3 separate regions of the Macaca mulatta genome follow, and all the other regions are linked to region 1. The links are chromatin contacts, called in public Hi-C maps. All regions are on one chromosome and are shown on one strand. The core of a region is the stretch at or near the end of the contact, and the rest is flanking DNA. Distances in the headings are between cores, read along the strand shown.

What was found. A called contact is a pair of places that touch in the nucleus more often than the background predicts.
Region 2: a contact with region 1 is called in a Hi-C map of fetal cortical plate, with 4 times the contacts expected there. The contact joins the promoter of MIR1915HG here to the promoter of DNAJC1 in region 1. A contact is called at or near these places in 3 of 14 Hi-C or Micro-C datasets (CD4 T cells, fetal cortex germinal zone and fetal cortical plate).
Region 3: a Hi-C map of liver shows a contact between it and region 1, with 2.7 times the contacts expected there. The contact joins the promoter of BMI1 here to the promoter of DNAJC1 in region 1. A contact is called at or near these places in 4 of 14 Hi-C or Micro-C datasets (fetal cortex germinal zone, fetal cortical plate, fibroblasts and 1 more).

The regions. Positions count from the first base shown.
Region 1 is chr9:23,473,299-23,476,501 of T2T-MMU8v2.0, reverse strand. DNAJC1 (DnaJ heat shock protein family (Hsp40) member C1) reads left to right here and starts at 1,490. Exons shown (of 12, transcript NM_001261677.1): 1 at 1,490-1,968. The coding sequence starts at 1,741.
Region 2 is chr9:22,965,076-22,968,278 of T2T-MMU8v2.0, reverse strand. It overlaps MIR1915HG (MIR1915 host gene), which reads left to right and starts at 1,632. Exons shown (of 4, transcript XM_015146584.3): 1 at 1,632-2,142; 2 at 2,940-3,157; 3 at 3,160-3,203. The coding sequence starts at 1,844.
Region 3 is chr9:23,776,141-23,779,343 of T2T-MMU8v2.0, reverse strand. BMI1 (BMI1 proto-oncogene, polycomb ring finger) reads right to left here and starts at 1,479. Exons shown (of 10, transcript XM_015146598.3): 1 at 861-1,479. COMMD3 (COMM domain containing 3) reads right to left here. Exons shown (of 8, transcript NM_001195447.1): 8 at 2,467-2,646. The coding sequence ends at 2,587.

The sequences.
Region 1 (3,203 bases), core at 241-2,740:
TGATCCGCCTGCCTCGGCCTCTCAAAGTTCTGGGATTACAGGTGTGAGCCACCAGGCCTGGCGGAGAACTCTTATTTATCTATCCATCCATCCATCACCCCTTCTTCCCTGGCCACCTGAGGATACACCAAGAAGACAGCCATCTGCAAACCAGGAAGAAGGCTTCATCAGCACCCAACCATGCTGGCACCCTGACCCTGGACTTCTCAACCTCCAAAACTGTGAGAAATAAGTATCTGTTGTTTAAGTCACCCAGTCTAAAGTATTTTGTTATAGCAGCCCTCATGATAGATTAAAATGTGAGTAATTCAAGCATACCTATTATTTTTAAGCAAGATATACTTGCATTCATTTATGAATTCATTCAAAAATATTTCTAAAACTCCATACCAAGATTTGCATTTATTGATTTTATTTAAAAATATTTTTAACACTCCATACTAGGATTTTCTCAGTAAGATTTGCTTCCTAGTGTTTTTCTAACCTTTATCCAACATAGTATATTCTGACTATGAGAGGGAAGTAGCTTTATCATTACGCTATGGAGCTTGATTTAACTAACTAGATCCAAGATGGAAAGAGCATGAGGTCAAACTTTCAAAATTGAGCTAACTTTCTGAGTTTTAGTAGCATTTTTTGCTTCCTTCTTCCTCAACAAGAGTGGAGAGTTCAGGGAAGAGAAATGTGAGAAAGCCAAAAGGAAAATAAAGTTCACACAAGAGAATCGTGGTGGAGAAAATAACTTGAAAAGAGATTGAACAGAAGCAATGCAAGACTAGGAAGTGAGGCATTGTTACGGAAGAGAGAGAAGGTTTTTAGCCTGTCTTTTAAAACGGAAACATCTCAACTGAGGTCTATTTTCAAAAGAACCCCAACTGGAGGTGGGCTAAGATGGATAAACTCCATTCCTCCTCCAACTATGACTGAGTCACCATTATTAACTATTAATTCTACCAGGCCATTTTGTGGTATTATACCTGTAAATCTTAATTCATAATTGTTTTGGTTTGAATTCCTTTTCTGCTCTACCTCTCTCTACTTACTAGATTTGCCCCTTTTAGAACCTGGTTCAACTTGTCCTGTCTTCTTTGCTGAAGGACTAATTAAATGCACGGAAGCCATAATCAATTAATCAGGCTTCAAATATGCTTTTAGTGTTCGATAGCTGGGGGAGGGGAAGACAGTAGCTATTTCGGGGGAAGTCCACGAGGGGCGTTCCAGGTAGACGCGTGATGGCTATAACCTTCCCTGTCTCTCAGCCCGTTTTGGCGTAGATTCAGCTCCTCGACGCGCCCAACCGATTGAAAGGCATTTCACCTAGGCCCAGATCGGGGCGCCAGGCGTCCAGGCTTCCGGCCACGCCCCCTTCCCCGCGGTTGCTAGGAGACGTGATGTCACCGGAAGCGAGGCCTGGGATAGGCTGAGGCAAAGGGAAGCCTCTCCCCCTGTGCAGCCCAGGCGCCGGGCGCTGGCTCTCCAGCTGTGTGTAGGCCTGGGGGCCAGGGTCCGCGGAACGTATCGCCGACTGCGGCCCCGCCCGCCCGCCCAGCCGCTGGTCCGGCCGCGGGCTCCCGCCACCACCGCGCTCAGTCTGGGACCAGCCGCCTGGCGGGCCGTTCCGGTGCGCCTGCCCGCGCTTTTCACTGACGGGCACTGTTTCCCACAGCCAGTGCCGCCCGCCACGTCCCAGCTCTCGGCCAACGGAGGTGCGCGGCGGGTGACCTTTCCGAGCCCAGTGCGATGACGGCTCTGTGCTCCTGGCCGGCACAGCTTCCTGGGCGCCGCCAGCTCGGGCTAATGCCTTTCCCGCCGCCGCAGCCGCGGACGCCGCTGCTGTGGCCGCTGCTGCTGCTGCTGCTGCTGGCCGCCGTGGCGCCGGCGCGCGGCTGGGAGAGCGGAGACCTGGAGTTGTTTGACTTGGTGGAGGAGGTGCAGCTCAACTTCTACCAGTTCCTCGGAGTGCAGCAGGTAAGCAAGGAGGCGCGCGGGGCCGGGCGGAGAGGGGCCGGGGCAGGCGGCAGGCGACCCCGGTTCCTCAGAGAGTCGGACACGGAGGGCAGGGCTCGGTCACCCCGGGCTCTGGCTGCCCTCAGCCCGGGCCACCGGGGTCCTCAGCCTCGGAAGGACGTGTCCGTCTTCCCCAGATCCTTACTCCTGCTTCAACTTTTCTAGTCCCAGCCCCAGTGACAGGCTGGACGACGCCACTTGCCTGGGGTGGCAATGCCATCTCTCTGGTCCGGCGTTCTGGGGAAGAGCCTTCCCCCTCCAGCTGTGCTGGAGGAAGAAGGAAGAGTGGTGTGGGTAGACTTTTTTTGTTTTTAATTTAACACCTACCGTTTGCCTTCCTGTCCCCCTGAATGTGAGAAAGAGCAGCCGCTTCTCTAAACTGTCATCTTCCACCGAGACTTACCCTCATTCTTATTCTTATTTCAGCTGCCTCCCCTCCTCTTCCCTTCTGGGAAAGTAGGAATGCACTGTGACCAGTGTCTGTGTTGCAGAAGTTTTTCTTACCTCGTACTTGGACATCGTTTTTAGCCTGTTAGATAGATGTTTCTTTCGCAGTTTAGAAATCTGGAGGAATTTGAAGCCTCTACCAGGTTGGAGGTGTTAAGTTTTTTGGGCAGCACAGGACTTGGAGTGCGATTGGAAGAGAAGCCCCCAACCAGTAATGTAGGAATGGGTTTTTTTTTCCCCCTTTTCCTTTTGTTTCATTTTGTTTTCTTTTTTAGCTTGAGACATTAACTTGTAAAACCCTTCTGTTGCTTTTTAGTTCTACCATTGAGGGTGGTTGAGTGAGGGTAGATATCCAGTCTCTACCTGAAGTCTCGCGCAAAGGAGAAGATAACATTTCGCTGATTTCAGGCTTACAGGGTGAAAAATGTATATTTCACACTTATCTGATTGAGCCCTTCGTACAATGCTTTGAATAGTTATGGGAGTAAAAAATTAATGTTTACAATAGTTGTCATTCAAGGCACACTTCACATAACTAGATATGAAATGCACATCCCCCTCCCCCATAGGTTATCATAAATGTGGGTGAACTATTCAACATTTACTGAATTTTAATTTTCAAACATTGCATTTTCATTCCATCACTGAATATAAACTTACTAGGCTGCCAGGGTACCATGAGTCTAACAGTTTTTTATTTTTGTAAGAGTTATAAAGTATAGGCATGTCACACTTCAGATTCATATGTG
Region 2 (3,203 bases), core at 383-2,882, 510 kb after region 1:
AGAATATTTGTGTGGTATAAAACATGTCATACTTGGGAGACACTTTATCGGAAAAATAAGTAGAGAATTTTTTGTATATATGAGAAAAATATTATAACCCTTTCCACTTAAAAAGTGAAGATCATTGATGCCCCAAAATAACTGAGGCTAAGAAATAATTAGATACCTTAAAGCTACAGTCTAAATTTCCATAACTGTTTGGAAGACTTCTCTCCAACATGGGAGGGGAATTTGTTTTTTAATGTCAAAGGTTGTGTTAGTGTGTACATTTAACCCAGGAAATTGTAAGAACTATCTTCAACTCAAGTTGGAAAAAGGGAATGTGTTTGAGCAAAGTCTATTTTTAACAACAGAAAAGTGTGAGTTAAAGTGGACTGTGTGTTAGGTTGGGAATATAATCATGGCAAATTCACTATACAAGTATTTTTGATTCTTCAATGGAACTATCCTCAAATTTTAGAAACTTGAAAAATTGAAGTCTTAACTATTGTGTATTAAACTGAACCAAGAGATCACAGAAAGACAAAGCTGTGGTAAAAGATGTTATAATTATATTCTCACATATTTAGTAGGAAAATCACAGCAAAGGAAATGTACCAGGAAGATATGAAATAGAACAAATATGTTACAAATAATGGAGTAGAAGGAGTTGCTGCACAATATAGCTTCACAATCTTATATTTTGAGGGGTAGGTTTTAATGAGAAGCCTCTGCATTGCATGGGAACTGGCAGTCAGAAGAATTATTTATGCAGTAAGAAGGAACAAAAATTAATTATTAGGAGCTCAGTAATCTCCAAATAAACTCTAAGCTTGGAGGTTAAAAATAGACGGTTATCTTCATGTTCAATTATACAGTATCAATTACTAATACAACTGATGTTTCAGTGTCTCAGAGAGACCGGATACCATCTTCTATGGAGATATCTTGGTATTAATTAATGACTGCTTTATTCTCATGATTTGCAAGGAAAAATAGGGGTCGTGTCACATTAAAATTAAGATTATCTTAGTTTATCTGGGCTCTTAAACAAAGATCATTCAAAGTAATTATATTTTGAATTAACCGACGTAGGCAATTTATCTAGGTTTTTTTGTTTGTTTGTTCAAAGACAGGAAAATAAAGATCAGAAATAAGCAAAGTTTCATTTTGAAGATAGAAAGAACCAAACAAACATGTCTTGACTTTTGCAATATTTCCCTTGCTAAAGGGGGAATGAGGGAACTGTAAAAGACGTGACTTTGCAAAGTCAAGTCCTTTTTAAAAGACTCGGATCGAAATTCTTGCTATGCAACAAGGATTCAAGTTTGATTAATTTTCTGCAAGCGACGTGACAGCGGTGTTTTAAAAGATTAATTAAAATTGAAGTGATACGGAGCAGGAATTCAACCTGCAGAGGCGTCCCTGGCGCCTTAGGGGGCTTTGCAAGCGAGTCCCAAGCCCGAACTGCGGGCTTTCCCGAGCCTGGGACGCAACTCCCCGTATCCTGGAGAGGAACGCGGAATTTGGCAGGGCGCCCGCCTGGCCGCCTGGCATCCTGAGCTGGCCGCCAGCTCTCGGGGGGTGGGGCCGGGGTGTGTCCTGGGGAACCCGCTGCTGAAAGAACAGCTAGCGCAGCTCGCGACGAGCCCAGTGAGGACCAGGGTCACGCCGAGAGGCCGGAGGGGGCTCCAGGCAGCCTGGAGCTGACGGCGCCGGGCTGCGTCCTCTTCACCTGGGGGTGGGTGGTGGGGGCACCTACTTTGTGACCCGGCTGGTGCCGAGCTCCCTCTACCGTGGGAGCTTGCAGGGGTACGGGGGTGTGAGTGGCGCTCCGCGGACTCGCGTCTACAGTACAGAGGACATGCAGGGTTCGGCCGGGGGGCGGCTGCACCGGGGCCTGCCTCGTGGACCTGGACTCGGGACTCCGGGCGGCGCTGCCCGGTGCCATTGCCTCAGCCACATCTCCCACCTCTCTGCTCTGTTTCCCGCCCCACCTTTCCCTTACTCCCGCATCCCTGTCCCCTCGCTTCCCTCCGCGACGCCTCCATCCGAGTATGAAACGAAGCTGAACGCATTGGTAACTGTGCTCAAGAAGATACAATCGCGGGAGCCCTCAGGGTGGCGCACGGCGGAGAGGCGACGCGGGTGGCGCTGCAGAGGGTACGGTGGGGGGCGGGGAAGAGGGGGGCGTTCGTGTGCAATTAGCTTCCCCAGGGCGCGGACCACGGTGTCCCCTTCTCTCCAGCTGGGGGTCTTGGGTCCTGGCGCTGAGAGGGCGCGCCTTGCCTCGTTGCCCGGGCAGTGCACCCGTGGGCCCCAGGGCGACGCGGCGGGGGCGGCCCTTGCGACCTGCGGCGGCGCCAGGAAAGCCCTGCCTCTGCAGCCGGTCCCAGGGGTTGGGCCTGGAAGGGTCCCTGGGAATGCTCCGCGCCGAGAAGGCTCTATGGTTTCTCCTCCCCCACACGTCTCCCTGTCCTCCCCTCTTCCCGGGGACCTCGGAGGTGGCGGGGAGGTGGGAAGGCAGGCGGGCTTGCAGACAGTGCAGGCTGGGGAGCCGGAGCTCGGGAGCTGGGGGAGTCCGAGTGAGAACGGAAGCACGCGATGGAAGGGGCCAGGGGAGAGGGGGACGGCACCGGGGAGGGCCGGGGTGCGGGGCAGGCGGCAGTCCCTTCCCCTCCGAGTGGCGCGGGGGACCTCTTCCCCGGGGAACCCCCACCCAGCCGTTCCCAACCTCGAGAACAAAGGGTCTGGGAAGCACGATCGGGGTCGGGGAGCGGAGGTGGAGGGAGGCAGGAAGGCAGGCAGTGGGGGTAGGGGAGGGCGTCTCCCCACGTTTCCTCTCGCGGCCGAATGATGGAAAGCTCCCTCCTGCAAACGCCTCACTGAGGCCGCTTCTAAATCCGGGAGGGCTCGGGTTCCTTACCTAACGGCTGCACTTCGATCCCTTCCTCCCCCAGAGTCCCCACCCCCTCCGGGGACCGGGGCCCCGGAGCTGCCAGGCCCGCTGAACGCGGCGGCGCGGGAGAAACCACGGGACAGCAGCGCCCCCTGCAGGTACCGGGCGTCTCCACAGCCGCTGCGCCGACCCTACTCTTAAGGTGGCACCACCGGGTTCCCAGCCCGCGTGCGCGGCTCTCGTGGTCCGCAGCCCGCAGCCCTGGCTCCATCGCTGCATGTTTCCCTCGAGCAGTGGGCCTGACCGTCTGGAACGGCCGGAGTGT
Region 3 (3,203 bases), core at 230-2,729, 300 kb before region 1:
ATGCCCACTTCCCAGGGAGCACCTCCCAAGTGATGTTTAGAGCGCTTATCCAAGACTCCCAACACACAACACCTTGAAAACTTTAGCATTTTAAACACAAATGCAGGAGACCTTGGAAACAACTGGGAACCGCCATCTTACCAGCCATCCAATCTCACACAAGTGTCCCCCCAACTTAAGTTAATAACATTTTTGTCGGGGCTCTCTCCAGCCTAACACCCACCTTGGCGGGTTGGCCGCCTCCCACGCAACCCGTCCCTATAAAATGGGGGCGTTCTCTGGGGGCTGGAGCCCCTCCAGAGCCCTTTCTTCGGGAGAGGAGGGAAGCCACTTGACCCAAGCAGCTCCCGATTTCAGGATCCCGTCCCCGTTTCATCCAAATCTACCTCTCAACAAAGGGCGCTGCGGCCGGGAGAGCCGCCGAGGCTGGAAATACGAGTGCTCCTCTTGGGGGCCATGTGCGTCGCGAGGGTGCGGAGGGGCGCCCGGGGTAGCGGGGAACTAAAACGTGGGGCCGCGCGCGGCGCGCCGGGGCTGAGCGGGCGGCGGCGGCTGGAGCGGCGCCGAGCCCTGCTGGCGGCGGCGGCGTGGCGCGGGCTGCGGGTCGGTCCCGGCGCCGCGGGACTCGGCGGGCGGCGGCGGGCGCGCGCTCGCGGGCGCGGGGCGGGCTGCGCGCGGGGCCGGCGGGCGCGAGGCGGGCGGCGCGGGGCGCGGGGCCGGGCGCCCACGCTGTCAGCGCCCTCCCGGCGGCGCGGCCGGGGCACGGGGGGGGCTCCCCTTCCACCCGCGGCCGCCCCGAGCCCCGCGCGGCCCCCGCCGGCCCCCAGCCCAGTCCCGGGGGCGCCTCGCCTCCTACGTACCCGGAAAGAGCAGCCGGCGCGAGGCGATCGAAGCGGGCGGAAAAGACAATGAAAGTTAAAAGTCGTTCAGCAGAAAATGAATGCGAGCCAAGCGGCCATCTTGAAGCGAGCTGCAGACGCCGCTGTCAATGGGCAACCAGCGCGGCCCCGAGCAGCCGCGGCCGCCGCGCTCGCCTCATGCCGCCTCCGACCGGCCTCCTCCTGCTCCGGCGCCTCGGCCTCCTCCGGCGCCTCGGCCTCCTCCTCCTCCGCCTCCGCCTCGACCTCCAACGCCTCCTCCTCCGGGGCCTCCTCCTCCTCCTCCTCCTCCTCCTCCTCCTCCTCCTCGGCCGCCGCCGCCTCCTCCCGCTCCGCACTCGGGGGAGGGCGCGCGCGGAGGGGGCGCGATCGGTTTTATTCTGCGGGGCTGGGAGGTGCTGCTAAGCCGGAGCGGGGCTCCCGCGCCCACATCCCCATTGTCTCGCCCCGATCTCTGCCTCTCATACTACGATTATTTCATAGTTGCTGTGGGGGAGGCGGGCGGGCGGGGGGCGCCGTGTGTGCGCGTGCGAGCGGGGGGAGGGGAGGAGGGGGAGGGGAGGGTGGAAAAAAATGCACCGCTGAAGGCAGAGTGGAAACTGACACCGGCTCCAAAATGGCTCGGAGTCCGCCCGCCCCCTCCCCCCGCCGCCCCCCCAGCGGGTCACGTGCTCCCCTCATTCCTTAAGGGCGGCCTGGGAATTAGTGTCGGTGTAGTCAGGCCCGTGGCCGCCCCCTCCCCTCTGCGCCGCGCGCCCGGCCCCCTCCCTCGCCCCGCGCCGCGGCGGTGGAGACATTTCTCCACAGCGCCACACGCGCCGCCTTACTCCGCGCGGCCGCCACTCCGGCCCCGCACGCCGCGCAGTCCACCCCGCCCCCCGTTCTTTCTTTCTCCCGGCCGCCCGCCTCCTCCCGGGGCGCATACGTCCCCCGGCCGCCGTCCCCCGGCCGGCCCCGCGGGCTGCGGCCCAGGCTCAGGCGCCGCGGCGCGGAACCTGCGCCCGAGTTGGGCTCGCAGAAACAACAGCGCCTGCCCTTGCCCGCCCGCCCGCGGCCGCGCCGGCCTCTTCCCCGCCCGCCGGCGGCCGAGGCGGGGCGCGCGCGGGCGACGGCTGGCTCCGGGCAGGGGCTCCGCGCCGGGCCAGGACCCGGCGGCCGAGGGTCGGGATGTGGGCGAGCCCTCGGGCGCAGGTAACGGGCCGCGCAGCCGCCCGCGCCCGCCCCCAGAGTCCCGAAGCAGGGTTCTGCGACAGACCCGGGGGGATCGCATCCTTTCCTCCTTGTTTAACTTTAATCCTGAGAAAAGGCTATCGTTAAAAGTTCACACTACTCCTATCTAGCTTCACACAAAGTAATAATTAACACACGAATTCAGATCCAAACAAAATATCATCACTCTTTGTGGAAAACAACACCTTATTTATTCAGGGTGTAATACTGTCTACTTCCTTTCAGAAGACTTGAAAAAGATCAAAATAGAATAAATGGACAGTTAGTACTAAACGATTCAATACTTGGGCAGTATCTTTCCCTCTTAACCTTTTCACACGTGTTTTTTAAAGTGTCAAAATTGATGAATGGTATAAATTCAAAAGGAAAATTCTTTTCTACTGAAAAGAACATCCAGCTCGCACAAACGGTGGTTCAGCTCAAGGCAAGGCGTTTCTGGTTTTCCTCTGCACTCGGGCGGATCGTTAACTTCCCCAAGTTACAACTGAGTTGCTCTTTCCAGGCTTTTCGAAGCATCTTTAAGTTTCCCCACCAAGTCCTAAAAGACGTGTATACAATACCACGTTTTTAGGATAAAACATGGAAAGAAGTATCCAAGTTCAAGAAAGATGCAAGAAAAAAAGTCAGGACACATCTTCCAAACAAGTTTAAAATTCAACAAGATTTTAACCTTTGACAAACTACTATCGGTCAAAAAGAAGCGTTTCCTCAGAAATATCTCATGTTCAAATCGGTTATTTGCCCTCACACTGAAACATGATTTCTAACCGAATCCTTAACCGCCCAGGTACATCTGAATTTTCTCAAGTTATCTAACAAAGGTTATGCTGTATATACATTTTCTGAAAGTTTAAAGTTTGATTCACAGTTACATTAAAACGGCTCTGCAGAAGATGCCTTTGAAAAATTCAATTTCACTTAAATTTCCAGTAATGATCTTCATTTTTTAAGAGCTATGAAATAAATTCGTTGCCATATCCACTAATCAATGTAGTTTTGAATTTCCCCAGTCTTAAATGGGCAATAAAAACAGTTTTAGAATGTTATGTATACTTCCCCCTTTATAAAAAGTCATTAAAACCACGGTTTCAAAAT